Linked DNA regions of Mus musculus: region 1 is linked to region 2. Evidence: chromatin contacts called from public Hi-C data. All regions are on one chromosome and are shown on one strand. The core of a region is the stretch at or near the end of the contact, and the rest is flanking DNA. Distances in the headings are between cores, read along the strand shown.

The links. Hi-C and Micro-C count contacts between places; a contact is called where the count stands out from the background.
Region 1: a Hi-C map of uterus shows a contact between it and region 2. The contact joins two enhancer-like sites. A contact is called at or near these places in 4 of 15 datasets of contacts at CTCF or cohesin (the NIH/3T3 cell line, embryonic stem cells and stem cell-derived epiblast-like cells), 13 of 484 Hi-C or Micro-C datasets (the HL-1 cell line, cerebral cortex, cortical neurons and 4 more), 6 of 115 datasets of contacts at active chromatin or transcription factors (embryonic stem cells and kidney) and 2 of 9 other capture datasets (embryonic stem cells and pancreatic islet).

The regions. Positions count from the first base shown.
Region 1 is chr11:7,154,765-7,161,882 of GRCm38.p6, reverse strand. It overlaps Adcy1 (adenylate cyclase 1), which reads right to left. Exons shown (of 20, transcript NM_009622.2): 15 at 1,561-1,677; 16 at 458-604; 17 at 1-31. Among named protein-coding and RNA genes, the nearest start is that of Ccdc201, 30 kb to the left of the region's middle. Within about 2 kb of position 1,547, at least 71 of the 459 cell types and tissues checked have an H3K27ac peak or open chromatin away from gene starts, as enhancers often do. A contact at or near this core is called in uterus, where this site is marked.
Region 2 is chr11:6,775,986-6,782,968 of GRCm38.p6, reverse strand. It overlaps the pseudogene Gm11977. Among named protein-coding and RNA genes, the nearest start is that of Gm11981, 59 kb to the right of the region's middle. Within about 2 kb of position 4,183, at least 9 of the 459 cell types and tissues checked have an H3K27ac peak or open chromatin away from gene starts, as enhancers often do. A contact at or near this core is called in uterus, where this site is marked.

The sequences.
Region 1 (7,118 bases), core at 298-2,797, 380 kb before region 2:
CCAGGTCCTTATAGAAGTCCTTGTCCATGAGCTTTGTTTAAAACACAAGAAAACTGTTAATATCACGAGATGTCATATAGCCAACATCCACTAGGGGGCAACAGAGGAGGTGGCCATCAAATTGTGCACAACAGCTCCTCTGGTCTGTTTTGGGTCTGTCACTCTGCATGAAAGAGGCATCCAGGAAGTACAGCAAGATACAACCCCTGTCTCTGAAGCCAAGCTCACTGTCACCAAGGAAAGAGGCTCCAGGGCTGGGGCAAACACAGTGCCTGGCTGGGGAAGGTCCAAGAAGTTCCTACCTGCCCTCCAAGAGTGAACGCTACCCAGCCCTTTGCCCTCTCCTAGAGCCAAGATGCTCTGTCCTGGACCCTACTGGAGACACAGTGGACACAGCAGGATTTGGGTCCATGGAAGGTCATCCTTGCTACCCTGTGAGTGGATGCTGCAGCCTCACCTCATCAAAGTCGGCAATGATCTCGTTGAGGAGCCGCAGACACTCAACACCCATGTTGTTGCCATCCAGTTCTATGTAGAAGTCATTGAAGTTGGGGATGGAGGCAAACATGACGCCCACCTGGGAGTAGGACTGGTAGTAGAGGTCCTGCAAAGGCAGGAGGGGTCAGAACCACCGTGCAGTGCCAGATACGGCCAACCAACAAGAGCAGCTTTGGAAAGCCAAGCCATAGGGGAACCAACAAGCCAGGCCATAGGAGACAGGCCATAGGGGCCCAGTTGGTTCCACAGGTAATGCTGTGGGAATGCTGTGAGCTCCAGGTTGTACAGGGCACTGAATGGGCAAATCCTGGGTGGTCAGCTTTGTCCTTTTGAGCCTCCTAGGGGAAGAATAGCAGGGAAGAGGGCAGGGCTTATGAAAGCTGCACATTTCCTGGTTCTAAGGCTCAGCTGATTGTACAGAAACCACAGCAGCTGCTTCCGGCTGGAGGAGCTTAAGGCTGAACCCCCAGGCTTTGTCCCTTCCCCTAGAACTATAGAAGCCAGCCTGGACTTTTTTACTTTTCAGCTTGGCCTTTGTACGCATCTCCCTTATGCTGTGCTGGTGGCCATAGCAACTGCAGCAGGCAGGGCTGTGAGGAGCTCTGGCCAAACATTCCATGCAGAGGAGGGAAAGCGAATCCCCACATTTCAAGCAGACATAGCAACGGATAGTCAGACACATGAGCATGCTCTCCTTTTTCAGCACCTATTGACCCCACATTAGGGAAGCCATTTGAAATAATCCAGTCTTGAAAACGAATTTCTCCTCTCTGCATTTTGTTATGAACACTGCAGGCCAGCCCACGACGGAATGGAAGGGAGGGGAAAGAAATGCATACCTGCCAACCTAATTTCCCCAGAGTTTCCTGGTAGACCAGAAGTTATCCATTCCAGGGGAGCTGATAGCATGGCCAGGCAGAGCCGAGCAGCTAAATCAGGGCTTGCTAAAGGCCACAGGCAAAGCAGAAGGACACAGAGTGGGCCACACTGAGCTGCATTCCAGTGGCAGACCTGGAAGTCCTGCCAGCCAGCAGGCCCCATGGAGCCCTGGCACTCACTCACCATGTTCCGGGGATTGGACATGAGGAAGTGCTGTGCGACGTGAGCTGGCAGGAGATTGAAGAGGATCCTCTTGTTGTCCAGCTTGACTCTCTCCATGTCATCCCGTTCCTCCTCCGCCTGGGGGTCAGAGGTCATGAATCTCAACCCTCATGCTGCTCTCACCCTCCCACCATGACACCTTGATACAGGAAAGAACGGGAGTGATAAATTAATGATAAAGCATCTACCAATAAGCTTGCTTAGGGAATACTGAAGCACACAAAGTAGACTGTAGCTGAAGAAGCCCTACCTCTTATTCCCCTAGAAGTTGAGCACCACCCTAGGCAGGCTTGCTAGGAACGGCAGGAAACATCGTGTGCCTCTAACATAACTGAACTTCAGGCTTTCTGGGAATACATTCCTGCTAGGGTTTAGTTCACTAAGATTGTGGCCAACTAAGACCTATCTCCATATCAAAGAACACACCTCTACCCTGGCTCTATCACCAAGGAGAGCATACATCTGCCAGGCAGGATGACCTGGGGTAACAACTACTGGAAAGGAACAGCATTGCTCTACATTAAAAGTAACTGCGATCAGACTTGAAGTTTTCTGTCTCTGCTTAATTGCTCAAAGTGTAACTTTATATGTGGAATGTTGAAGCCTATGACCTATATAAGCTGTTAAAAGTTTCATGGCTGGTTTCTCGTTGGGTGTTAGCCAGAGCAGGATGTATGCTATTAAAGAGCTTTTTCCTTATTCTCTGAGTGTCTGGAGTAAATTCTCATGGGAGTGGAGTGGGAAAGGGGGGTGTAGCATGCTGCTTCAATGTCAAGGATCATCCATGCGGGGCTCTAGATGCATGGATGGTCCACATGAATACACTTCATCTTTCATACCAGACACAAAGACCAGAGCCTTAATGCAGGGTTGAGGGACTCACTACCCCACCATTGCAATTTTCAGTGTTTGAGAATGGTTCCCCATTTCCAGGGTCTAATTCCCCAGATCCCATCTCATAAATATCTCTTAGGAACCTATGTGGCCACCCCAGACTGCACCAGACCCAGACAGCCCTCTGATCGACCTTTCCCAGAACTTCTGTTGCCTCCACAAGAATTTGAATCCCACTGGCACTGAGACCAGAATGCTGGGCTGGGGTGGATCTAGGAGCACACACTCTCTGAACCACAAGCAGAAGATGAAGCCCTAAGAAGTGGACAAAAGGATGGCAGGAATAGCCAGTCCTAGCCTGCTTACCACGAACTATGGCCCTATAGTGCTAAGAAAAAAGTGTCAGGGCTGGCTCCATGTATGGGCCACCATGAGCCTTAAGGGATGCTGTCAGTGGGGTCTAGTGGCATATCATATGCCATAGTTTTCAGACGCAGAAGGTATCGCTGCTACAAAACTTAACCATTGCCAGGCAGGGTGGTGGTGCACATCTTTAATCCCAGCACTTAGGAGGCAGAGGCAGGCGGATCTATGAGTTTGAGGCCAGCCTTGTCTACAGAGCTAGTTCTAGGACAGCTAGGGCTACAAAGAGAAATCCTATCTTGAAAAACAAAAACAAAAAGCAAACAAAAAACTTGACTCTCTAAAGGATTTGGCTTGAGAAACGGTCTAGGTGTGTGTTGTTACCATTTATGAAACTGGTGTGGCAGAAATGCCACCATAGTGCTTTTGATGCTTGTGGCCTGCCATAGAAGACATCTGTCCTTTGGTGGGCAGTGATACACAGGACAGGGCAGACACATCTCCGTGCTATAGCATCTTGTCATCCATCGTTAGAGGCACTGTTCCTAGAGCTGTATTTTCAAAGGCTTTGGGGAGGGTTACCCTACTCTCTCTAGAGTTTATTTACCAGTTACACAGTTAGATTTCCTGGCATGATACCAAGAAGCAGTGATTCTAAGGAGCAATGTGAAGAGAGAGGGCGCAATCTAAGAGGTGTGGTGAGGAGCAGGGAGCACGGTGTGAAAGTCCAAGCTGGGTGCAGGAGCCCAAAGTGATTAAAAAACAAAAACAAAGCAAAACCAAAACCAGTGAATTAGCGTACTCCAATAGAAAGGGTTAGGTTGTAGTGTATAGAGACACAAGAAAGACACGCTTGGGCTTCAGACTCCAGGTCTAACCAGAAGGGACACTGGCCACCACTGCCCGGACAGACTGGAGCCAGCTCTGCAAACAACAGGACATGGCCACTGACAATTCTGAAGGGGGCTCAGGGTCCATGACCTCTGCTGGAAAGAGAACAACATCAGAGAGTTGGGCACACTTCTGCCCTGAGGGTGGCTCTCTGGCAGCAGGTTTCCCATAGGGTAAGTCTGTCACTTGCTTAGATGTCTCACAGGCCAGTAGCCCCTGACTTCTGGCCTCAATCTTTTTATCCCCCATTCCCATCAACATGACATTGTAAACATCCTCCTCATCGTGGAAAATGTATCACTGATTATATTTAACATGCTACATACTAATTACCCCAAAGGAAAGCTTTTAAAGGGTAAGATTAAGAGGAAAGACATATTTAAAAAACAGCTTGGTTGTATTAATGGCACAACAATATTTATCCTCCCCCAAATAATTATTGTCACTATCAATAATGCTTCAATAAAAACAACATAATTGAATATCCTTTGCTTAAAAAATAAAACACCCTTTAACAGTCTGTGACTTACAGGAGAGGGGATAGTAAAACACAGAATAGGAAAACAGAGGGGCCAGTACTGGAGTTGGAAAGAGGATGGACGCACGGAGAGGGGTGGAGGATGGGCCAATGCAGCGTCTGCAAAGGTTTAACCAAAACAAATGGCAAGTGGATGATCTATACCAAAACCTATGATCCCACAACCCAAGGGATAGGTTCAATCAGAGGTGACAGAAGCAGACCATGAAAGGAGATGGGGAACTCCACAGGCTAAAGGTTTAAGTGTGGGTAGGAGATGGAGAGACGGGGGTTATTAGTTGTTTTGTTTTATTTTTGAGACAGGGTCTCTCTATATAGTCCTGGCTGTCCTGGAGCTCACCATGTAGGCCAGAATGGCCTTAAACTCTCAGAGATCCGCCTAGCACTGCCTCCCAAGTGCTGGGATTAAAAGTATGCACCACTACACCCAGCCTGACACAAGAGTGTAAGATATGTTTTCAAAGAGAAGTCAAAACTTCCTTTATGGTTAATGATTAATACACTTGTGCACATACATGAAACTTCTAAAGACTAAAAACAGGATTTAAAACATCGAACTAAAATGAAAACTACTCCTGGCTTAGCGCTGCATTAAAAGATTTTGTTCTGGGGTCTGCTTGTACCAGCTTTTGGATTTAGGGACTGCTGGGGTCTTTGTCCTTCCCACATTAACACGTGTTAATAACTCCATAATAATAACTTTATTTTTATAAAGCAATCAGGAGTCGGCTTATGACATTTTTAACAAGATGAAAATCCACTGAAATTCTCTTAAGATTTTCCAGTCAGGAAACTCTGATTTTTAAGGAATAGCTTACTGGGTGAAACATTATTCTTGTCAGCAAGGTCACAGGAGAATCACACTGAATTGTTCCTGAACTGTGCTCTCAGCACTTCTTCAGAAGGCATCCCCTCCCTACTCGTGTGTGTTACACTTTAGAATTTATTGACCAGGCACATCTACCAACCACGATGTAGCATTTCCAAGGAGGTCAGATCTGGTGTGCTTGTAATTTTGGATAAAGAACAAAACAAGTAATATCCCAACCTGGCACTCCCTAGGATGCTGACATGCATAAGGGTGACGTCACCCTTTACCCTGACAAAACAATCTCAACCAGAGAACATCAGCAACTCCCCAAAACAGTGCTTGAACAGCATGTTCCTCATGATGGATCAGCTTACACAGCTGCCCCATCCTTCATCCTCCACCGTGATTCTTCTGAGGGTCACGGGGTGCCTGCCAAGGGTCTGACCACCACTTCACACCTCAATAGCAGGACAACATATTACTTGATTTTCATACAGTCACTAGAAAGGCACTTTCGAATGTCCTCTTTCTCTGAGTCACTAGTATGTTTCTTTGGAGACACCTCCAACTCTGGAAGCCATCTCTTCTAGAGGAAAGTCAGGGAAGGAAATGAACTATCCCTGTACACTATTTGGCTGTTTTTAGGTCAACTTGATACAAACTAGAGTCATCTGAAAGGAGGGAACCTCAGTTAGAAAATGCCCCCATAAGATCCAGCTATAAGGCGTTTTCTTACTTGGGGATTGATGGGAGAGGACCCAGCCCATTTTAGGTGGTGCCATCCCTAGGCTGGTGGTCCTATAAGAAAGCTACCTGAGCAAGCCATGGAGAGCAAGCCAGTACACAGCACACACACACACACACACACACACACACACACACACACACACACACAGCACAGCTTGGTTTCTGGTTCACATGAAATCACCTCCCAAGGAGCCAGGAGATACCCCCAAGTGGGCAGATCAGAGGGAGTGGTGTAGTCACAACAAGGCACAGGGGACCTGCATAAATCTTCAGATAAGTCCTGGCCAGTATAGGGTCAGAGCAGGCCTCATGCACATGGTTATAAGAACAGCCCTAACCTTCCTTTTTTGACAACTGTCACTTAAGCCAGGGAACACTGTAAAACACATACCTTCTGTACACATAAAGGCCACCGTAAGAGAACAAAGATCAGACAGGGCTTCCAACTCTCCATGGTGTCAGAATCTTAGAGCAGGCAGGCAGGCAGGGCTGCAGCAGCTGTCTAGATAAATCTCCCTTTGATGCCACACCAGAGGGGACTGGAAGCAATGTGAGCCCTCTCGCCACCAACACACTCCAATATTCTCCTTCCTCTCTGGAAGTTCTGGGGTAGACATTCCTAATATTCTCCACTGATTTCCAGGCACCAATGGACAGTAGAAGTACCTCCCTTAAAGACAGGCGATCACTCTTGGCTGGAGCTACAAAGGACCGAGGAAGCACCGGTGTGCTCTGACCTGGTGTCTGGAGGACCATGATGGTGGGAAGCATGGCTAAACTCCATAGACACATACTAGGAACAGGAATGAACCTTGGCTAGTCAATGCCACTGACACACTGGGTATGTTACTTACTGCAGCACAATGCAGCCTATCTAAATCCAGGTTCACAGAACTTGATCAGTAACAACCACGCTGATTTGATTTCTAGCTATCCTGTCAAGACTTTGTTGGGTGGGATAGGGTTCTAGGCTGTAGGATCAGAATCAAATTCTGGTGAACACCCATTTCTCATTTCTGTTCTGAGTTGTTTCCATGAGAAGTCTGACTGAATCAAGATTTACCAAAAAAAAAAAAACCACTTTACAGCTGCCAGAAACATAGTATTTAGGAGCACACAGTGAGTCTCAAGAAACGTACTAGAATTCAAGCCACAAAAGTAGATTCTTTGACCACAACATTGAATTTTGAAGTAACTAACGACCAGATGTCAGCAGAAGCTTTCAGAGTAAAAAGCACGCTCATCGTTGGGTAAGGGAAGGAACAGGAAGATCGAGAATACTTTGGGGTGAATGAGCATGAAGCTATGCTGCATGCCAGCCTGCCCCACTACACC
Region 2 (6,983 bases), core at 2,934-5,433:
CATTGCTAAAATAATTAGTGCACACATCCACCCAGTCTGCTCTTTGTGTTGGAGCCGAGATGGTCATAAGCTCGTGAGTGCTTCTACAGATAACATAGTGTCACAGCAGGATGTTCTTTCAGGAGACTGCGACCAGAGGTTTTGATTCCCTTCGCCCATCTTAAAAGTCCAATATCATCCTCGAGAGATAAGAACAAGGTTCTCGTGTGTCCCATGAAATCTGCTCCTGTCATGTTGACCCTTTCAGATTCCAAACATGTTGTTCTGCCGGTAGACGATGACTCAGATTTGAACATGGTGGCATCTTTTGATAGGCGAGGGGAATATATTTATACAGGAAATGCAAAAGGCAAGATCTTGGTCCTAAAAACAGACTCTCAGGATCTTGTTGCTTCCTTCAGAGTAACAACTGGGACCAGCAATACTACTGCCATTAAGTCAATTGAGCTTGCCCGGAAGGGGAGTTGCTTCCTCATTAACACAGTAGATCGAATAATAAGAGTCTATGACGGCAGAGAGATTTTAACGTGTGGAAGAGATGGAGAGCCAGAGCCTCTGCAGAAGCTGCAGGACTTGGTGAATAGGACTCCATGGAAAAAAAGTTCTTTCTCTGGGGATGGGGAGTACATAGTGGCGGGCTCTGCGAGGCAGCATGTGCTGTATATCTTGGAAAAGAGCATTGGCAACCTGGTGAAGATCTTACATGGGACCAGAGGGGAACTCCTGCTGGACGTAGCTTGGCATCCAGTCCGACCCATCATAGCTTCTATTTCTAGTGGAGTGGTGTCCATTTGGGCCCAAAATCAAGTAGAAAATTGGAGTGCATTTGCACCAGACCAGAATTTGATATTGAGGATGAAGATAAAAGTGGGCCTGAGCAAACACGGCTGATGCTGCTGCAGATGAGGAAGTGGATGACACCAGCGTGGATCCCATTGCTGCCTTCTGTAGCAGTGATGAAGAGCTGAAAGATTCAAAGGCTCTATTGTATTTACCCATTGCCCCTGAGGTAGAAGACCCTGAAGAAAACCCGTATGGCCCTCCACCGGATGCAGTCCCAAGCTCCTTGATTAATGAAGGGGCTAGTTCAGAGAAGAAGAGGCAGTCTTCAGCAGATGGGTCCCAGCCACCAAAGAAGAAACCTAAAACCACCAATATAAAGCTCCAAGAAGTGCCGAATGATGAAGTCCATCCACTACTGGGTGTGAAGGGGAATGGCATTTCCAAGAAGAAGCAAGCAGTACGGCCTAAGGGATCAAAAGCAGGAGGAGCCATCTCAGAACTGCTGTGAAGACCGCGGAACCCTTGGTTCTTCTCACTCTGTCATCGGGTAGCCTTTGGACAGCGTGGCCAATCATCTGAGATTGGCTTTAGTTGAAAACAAAGGCCTCTGCCTCCCACCCAGGAGGTGAAGGAGTGGATTTTTTGTTTGAATGAGGAAGTGAATTATGGAAGAAGAGCACACAGCCCTGCCTTCCTCTCAAGCAGAAGTCCAAACAGGCTCTCAGGAACGCGGATGCGTGAAGACGGCAGGAGGCTTGACCCACTTCAGCTTCACACCAGGTTGTGTTGCTGGTGAAGAGTGCCCGTGTTTTGTTCACCTAACTGTTGAAGTCCCATCTTTGGACATGTCATTTCCCATGTCCTGCTTGCCTTCCGTCCTCCATGCATGTCCTCGAGTGACTTGTTCTTCTCTGAAAATTTGCTACCAGCACCTAGGAAAACTGATGCATCTTCTGTTTCTTTCCATCATAACGTTCCCTCCCAGGCGCTTCCTGTAGCTCCATATTGTGTATAAAGGTTGGGCAGAGAAGCAAGTGCTCCAATGATTTCCAACTGGCAGGAAAGGAAGGAAGAACGAAGGCCCCTATCACGCTGGCTTACCATGCCCTGTGCTCAGGAGGCTGGGCTCTAGAGAGTCAGGGGTTCCCTTGCATTGCATGTTTTCCAGTATTAGATCTGTTTGAATAATCATGGCTTTTGGATATGATTAGTTTTATCCATCTCCAGCTAAGATTCATCAGTAGTTTGTGTATCACTTTACCTGTGTTGACTTCCAGAGTTAGAAACAAAGCAAGGTGTGTTTCTCCACGAGGTTCTTTTTTATGGATGTGGGGCACTATGCAAGGACTGACATGAGACACCCCCCCCCCCAAAATCAAAGCAACAGCAGCCCACTTCAAATCAAAGATGAGTTTCGTTCGTTAAATCCTTGCCTGTGGAGAACCTGTCCCCAGCAGCCATAGTTTGTCCTTTCCTGGAGCCACGCCCTTTTACTGTCTTCACTCACTTCCTTTCTGTGGAAGGTTGCTTAGCTTTTTACCCTTCTCTTTCTCACCTTGGCTCTCTCTGCATTTGCTGTTCTTTTAATAAAAATAGCAAATTGAAAAATAATAATAATAGTATCAAAAGATGGCCTAGTCAGCCATCACTGGAAAGAGAGGACCATTGGACTTGCAAACTTTATATGCCCCAGTACAGGGGAACGCCAGGGCCAAAAAATGGGAGTGGGTGGGTAGGGGAGTGGGGGGGGGGGGGGAGTATATTGGGGACTTTTTGGATAGCATTGGAAATGTAAATGAAGAAAATACCTAATAAAAAATTAATTCTAAAAATAATAATAAGTGTTCCAAATGCCCTAAACATCAAACATTCCATTTCATAGAATCTATGCACGTAACTACATACAGAGTGTGACTTTAGGGATGTCTGCTTCTTTAGGACCTACAGGTTTTGATTATTTTGTCAAACACACACACACACACACACACACACACACACACAATGACCCAGATGAGAGTGGACAATTGTAATATGATCCCAAGCCCTCTTTCTTACTGGTTAACACTGTTGGTTAGTTTTCTGTCACAAGCTACAGTCATCTGGGAAGAGGGAGGAAATGACCCCGTCAAATTGGCCTGTAGGCAAGTCTGTGCGATATTTATTGATTATTGGTTGGTGTAAGAGGGCCTGGCCCACTCTGGGTGGTACCACCCCTGGGCAGGTCCTGGCTTGTATAATAAAAATGCTGAGCAAGCACGGTTTCTCCACGGTATCTGCTCCAGTTCCTGCCTTGAGTTCTTGCCCTGGCTTTCTTCAATAATGCACTCTAGCCGTAAAGTGAAATGAACCCTTCACTCAGCCCCACACTTATCAGACCCTAGGAATGAGTTTTCCTAGCAGTGGAGGACACAGAGCAGTATTTGCCCTCCACATGTACAAATGGTGATGTTTGACCAACAAGCTGACCTGTGAGATGAAGGTCCCAGTGCGGGAAAGCCACACTGATGTGAAAGGACTCTATAAAGCTAACGGACTACACGTCTGTGAGTGTCTAGAGGAGCGATGGCAAGTCATAATCAGAATGACCTCGGGTTACCTTTGGTCCCTTTAATAAATATGTATAAAATATGTATTAATAAATATGCCCACCTCTGTATCCAACTTAGCATGTTTTCAACTATGAGGTAAAGCCTTCAGAATGGAGAGAAACTTCTGGCTTCCACCAACCTAAGCCTCAAGAACGTTATTAAATAGAATCTCAGCCCAGAGACAGACAGACAGACAGACAGACAGACAGAGAACCTGTAAGCTCCTATAACTCAGCTGTCTATTGTCCTCACCAACCTATTTGAAAAAAAATAATGATTTGATTTATGACTTTCTTTTGTTCTTCTGCTATCAAAATCCATGTAACTGTCTCCACAGGGGAGCCTGTTTCTCAAGGAGATCTGAACCTATGTTCCCAGATCACGGTGAGAGTACTTTGACCGTGTTTTTACAGTCCTTGGGTCCCAGAGGAGCTGAGCTTGCCCCTCCTACCTCGCAAAGCCACCTTCTGCCTTCCTCTCACTTTTTTCCTGTTAGCTCAGCAGGAAAGAGTAGAAATCAGCAGGTTTACAATTGTCTTTTCCAGGCTGAAAGTCTTATTAGCAAAATCTTAGCTTGAATCCAACTTTTTTAACTCATTCTCTCTGCATCATTTGCACTGAAATGAATTTTTAAAACAGACTGATCTAGGTGGGTGCACGGCAGGATGTTGCAGATTGCTAAGAAAGTCTGATGTCACGGTGGTATTTCAGAACTTACAAACAATTGCGCCTGAATGGGCTCAATTACATGAAAACATACCAATTGTTCCTGTGGTCCAGCCTCATTATCATGACATTCAAATACTCCAACAATCTGTCTTCCTTCACAAAAGCCGGAAGCCCATAAATGCTGCGACTTTTAAACCCTCGACAAATGCACTCTATCAAAGCAATTGTCACAACAAGTACAGAAATTAAATAGCTGAAGCAAATGCCACTAGACCACAATTGAGACCGTGACTTCTGTGCTCTGGGACATGCAGAGAAACTGTAATTAGTTTTGTAATCTTCCTATACCCATTCCAACCAATGGCGCCTTGGTTTTTAGTGTTGAGTCTCATTTCCACACAGTACTTAATGGTGAGGCTCAATGCTTACAAAGCTAAGGCATGGTACCTGAACAAGCCACCAATGGTGTGTGTGTGTGTGTGTGTGTGTGTGTGTGTGTGTGTGTGTGCACATACGTAGCATCAATCCCATGAACAGGTCCTCCCCATGACACATTTCATGCCTCTCCTCTTCCAGTCTCCTCAGAATTATTTCTGGTGAGATTTGACCCTCCTTTCATGTGCTGACCAGTTTTTATGTCAATTTAATACAAACTAAAGACATCTGGGAAGAGGGACCTTCAACTGAGAAAAAGCCCCTACCAGACTGGCCTGTGAGCAAACCAGAAAGCAGAGTTCCACCTTGGCCGCAGCTTCAGTTCCGACTTCCAGGTCCCTGCCTTGAGTTCCTGCCCTGGTGCCCATCTACAATGGATCTATACAGAAGTGTAAGCTGAAGTAAACCCTTTCCTTCCTAAGTTGCTTTTAGCCATGGTGTTTATCGCAGCAATAGAATCCCTAAGACAGGACCTGTCTTACTTAGGGTTTCATTGCTGTAAAGAGACACCATGAACAAGGCAACTAGTATAAAGAAAACCATTTAATTAGGGCTGGCTTACAGTTTCAGAGGTTTAGTTCATTCTCATCACAGTGGGAAACATGGCAGCGTCCAGGCAGACATGGTGCTGGAGGAACTGAGAGTTCTACATCTTCATCTGAAGGCAGCAGAAGGAGACTATGTGCCACACTTGACAGAGCTTGAGCATAGGAGACCTGCAAGCCTGCCCCCAACAATGGCACACTTCCTCCAACAAGACCACACCCACTCCAACAAGACCACACCCACTCCAACAAGACCACACCTACTAATAGTGCCACTCCCTATGGCCAAGCATTCAAACACTTGTCTATGGAGCCCATACCTATTCAAACTACCTCAGCCATAATGTTTATCACACCAACAGAAACCCTAAGACAGGTCCTGTTGCAAGACAAAACAAAATTATCTCCATCATTTCCCATGCTATGACTTTATTGAATAAATTGGTTTGGTTGCTTGGATGTAGATTTTCCTTTTTTTTTTTTTAAATTTTACTCCTTGGGTCATTTAGTAAACATTTTTTTATGTGCATGTGTGTATGTATGTGTGTGCATGCACACACATGCATGCGCCTCACTTTAGTAAGATCTAAAGCCACGAGACACAGAGCTGAGATGTGGAAGGAGCAAGAAGCAGTGGGGTTCGTCCCTCCCGTCCCTTCCTTCGCTCATTGGACTTACCTGCAGTGCTGCTCTGAGCCACCAAGTCCTGGGGTCTCCTGGCACTTTCCACTCAAGTTAGAAGACTCACACTGACCAAGGACTTAGAGGTGATGACATGGTGGAGACCATCAACAAGAACAGTCTGTCCATTGCAACAGAAGCACATGAGAACAGAAGACAGGAGACCCCCAGACTGCTAAAAGCTGGACCTGGGGCAGAATATGAGTGAGCGGCTATTACCAACGTGCTCATGGCTATGGCCATGAGTCGGTGAAGCAGCCCAATAGCTCCACAGTCTCGCTGCCCCAAATATGCCTGTCAGCACCAATCTTGTTAAACATGTCCTCTCATGACACACAGCATATCAAGGATGGCCTTTGACATTGCTGACATTTGAAAACTATGTGTGCCCCAATAATTTGCAATAATGCATGGAATTGGCCTGTGGTATAGCTTAATAATAGTGTTCACCTAGCATTCACAAGGCCCTGGGTTCAATCCCCAGCACCCTTCCTCCCAAGAGAAAATTGCTTTTGTTAGTTCTTTTGTCAACTTGACACAAGCTTGAGTCACCAGGAAACCTCAGGTGAGGAACTGCCTCCATCAGACTGACCAGCAGGCAAGACTGTAGGGGATTTTCTTGATTAATGATTGGGGTGAGAGACCTCAGGCCACTGTGGGTGGTGCCACCCCCTGGACAGTGATCCTGAGTTGTATAAGAAATCTGGCTGAGCCGGGCGTGGTGGCGCACACCTTTAATCCCAGCACTCGGGTGGCAGAGGCAGGTGGATTTCTGAGTTCGAGGCCAGCCTGGTCTACAAAGTGAGGTCCAGGACAGCCAGGGCTAGACAGAGAAACCCTGTCTCGAAAAACCAAAAAAGAAAAAAAAAAGAAATCTGGCTGAGCAAGCCATGGGGAGCAAGCCAGGGAGACACGTTCCTCCATGGTCTCTGTTTCAGTTCCTGCCTGTAGGTTCCTGCCTCCAGTTCCTGCCTTGACTTAGAAGTGTGAGAAGATAAATCCTTTCCTTCCCAAGTAGCTTCTGGTCAGCGTTTTGGTAGAATAAGAAGAGACAAACCAGGAAAAATATGGTGGTGTTCTTGAGTGTTAGCTACAGAATCTTTGTTTACTTGCTTATTTATTTATTTATTAGTTGCAGTGTTGAGAATCAAACCCATGGTCTCACACATTCAAGACACTCTACCACCAACAGTGTTCTTAAAAGCAGTCACGAAAAATCATTTTCCAGTGATGTTTAAGTAGCCATAAAAAGACCTGTCGGTAATTTCACTCCTGGACATTT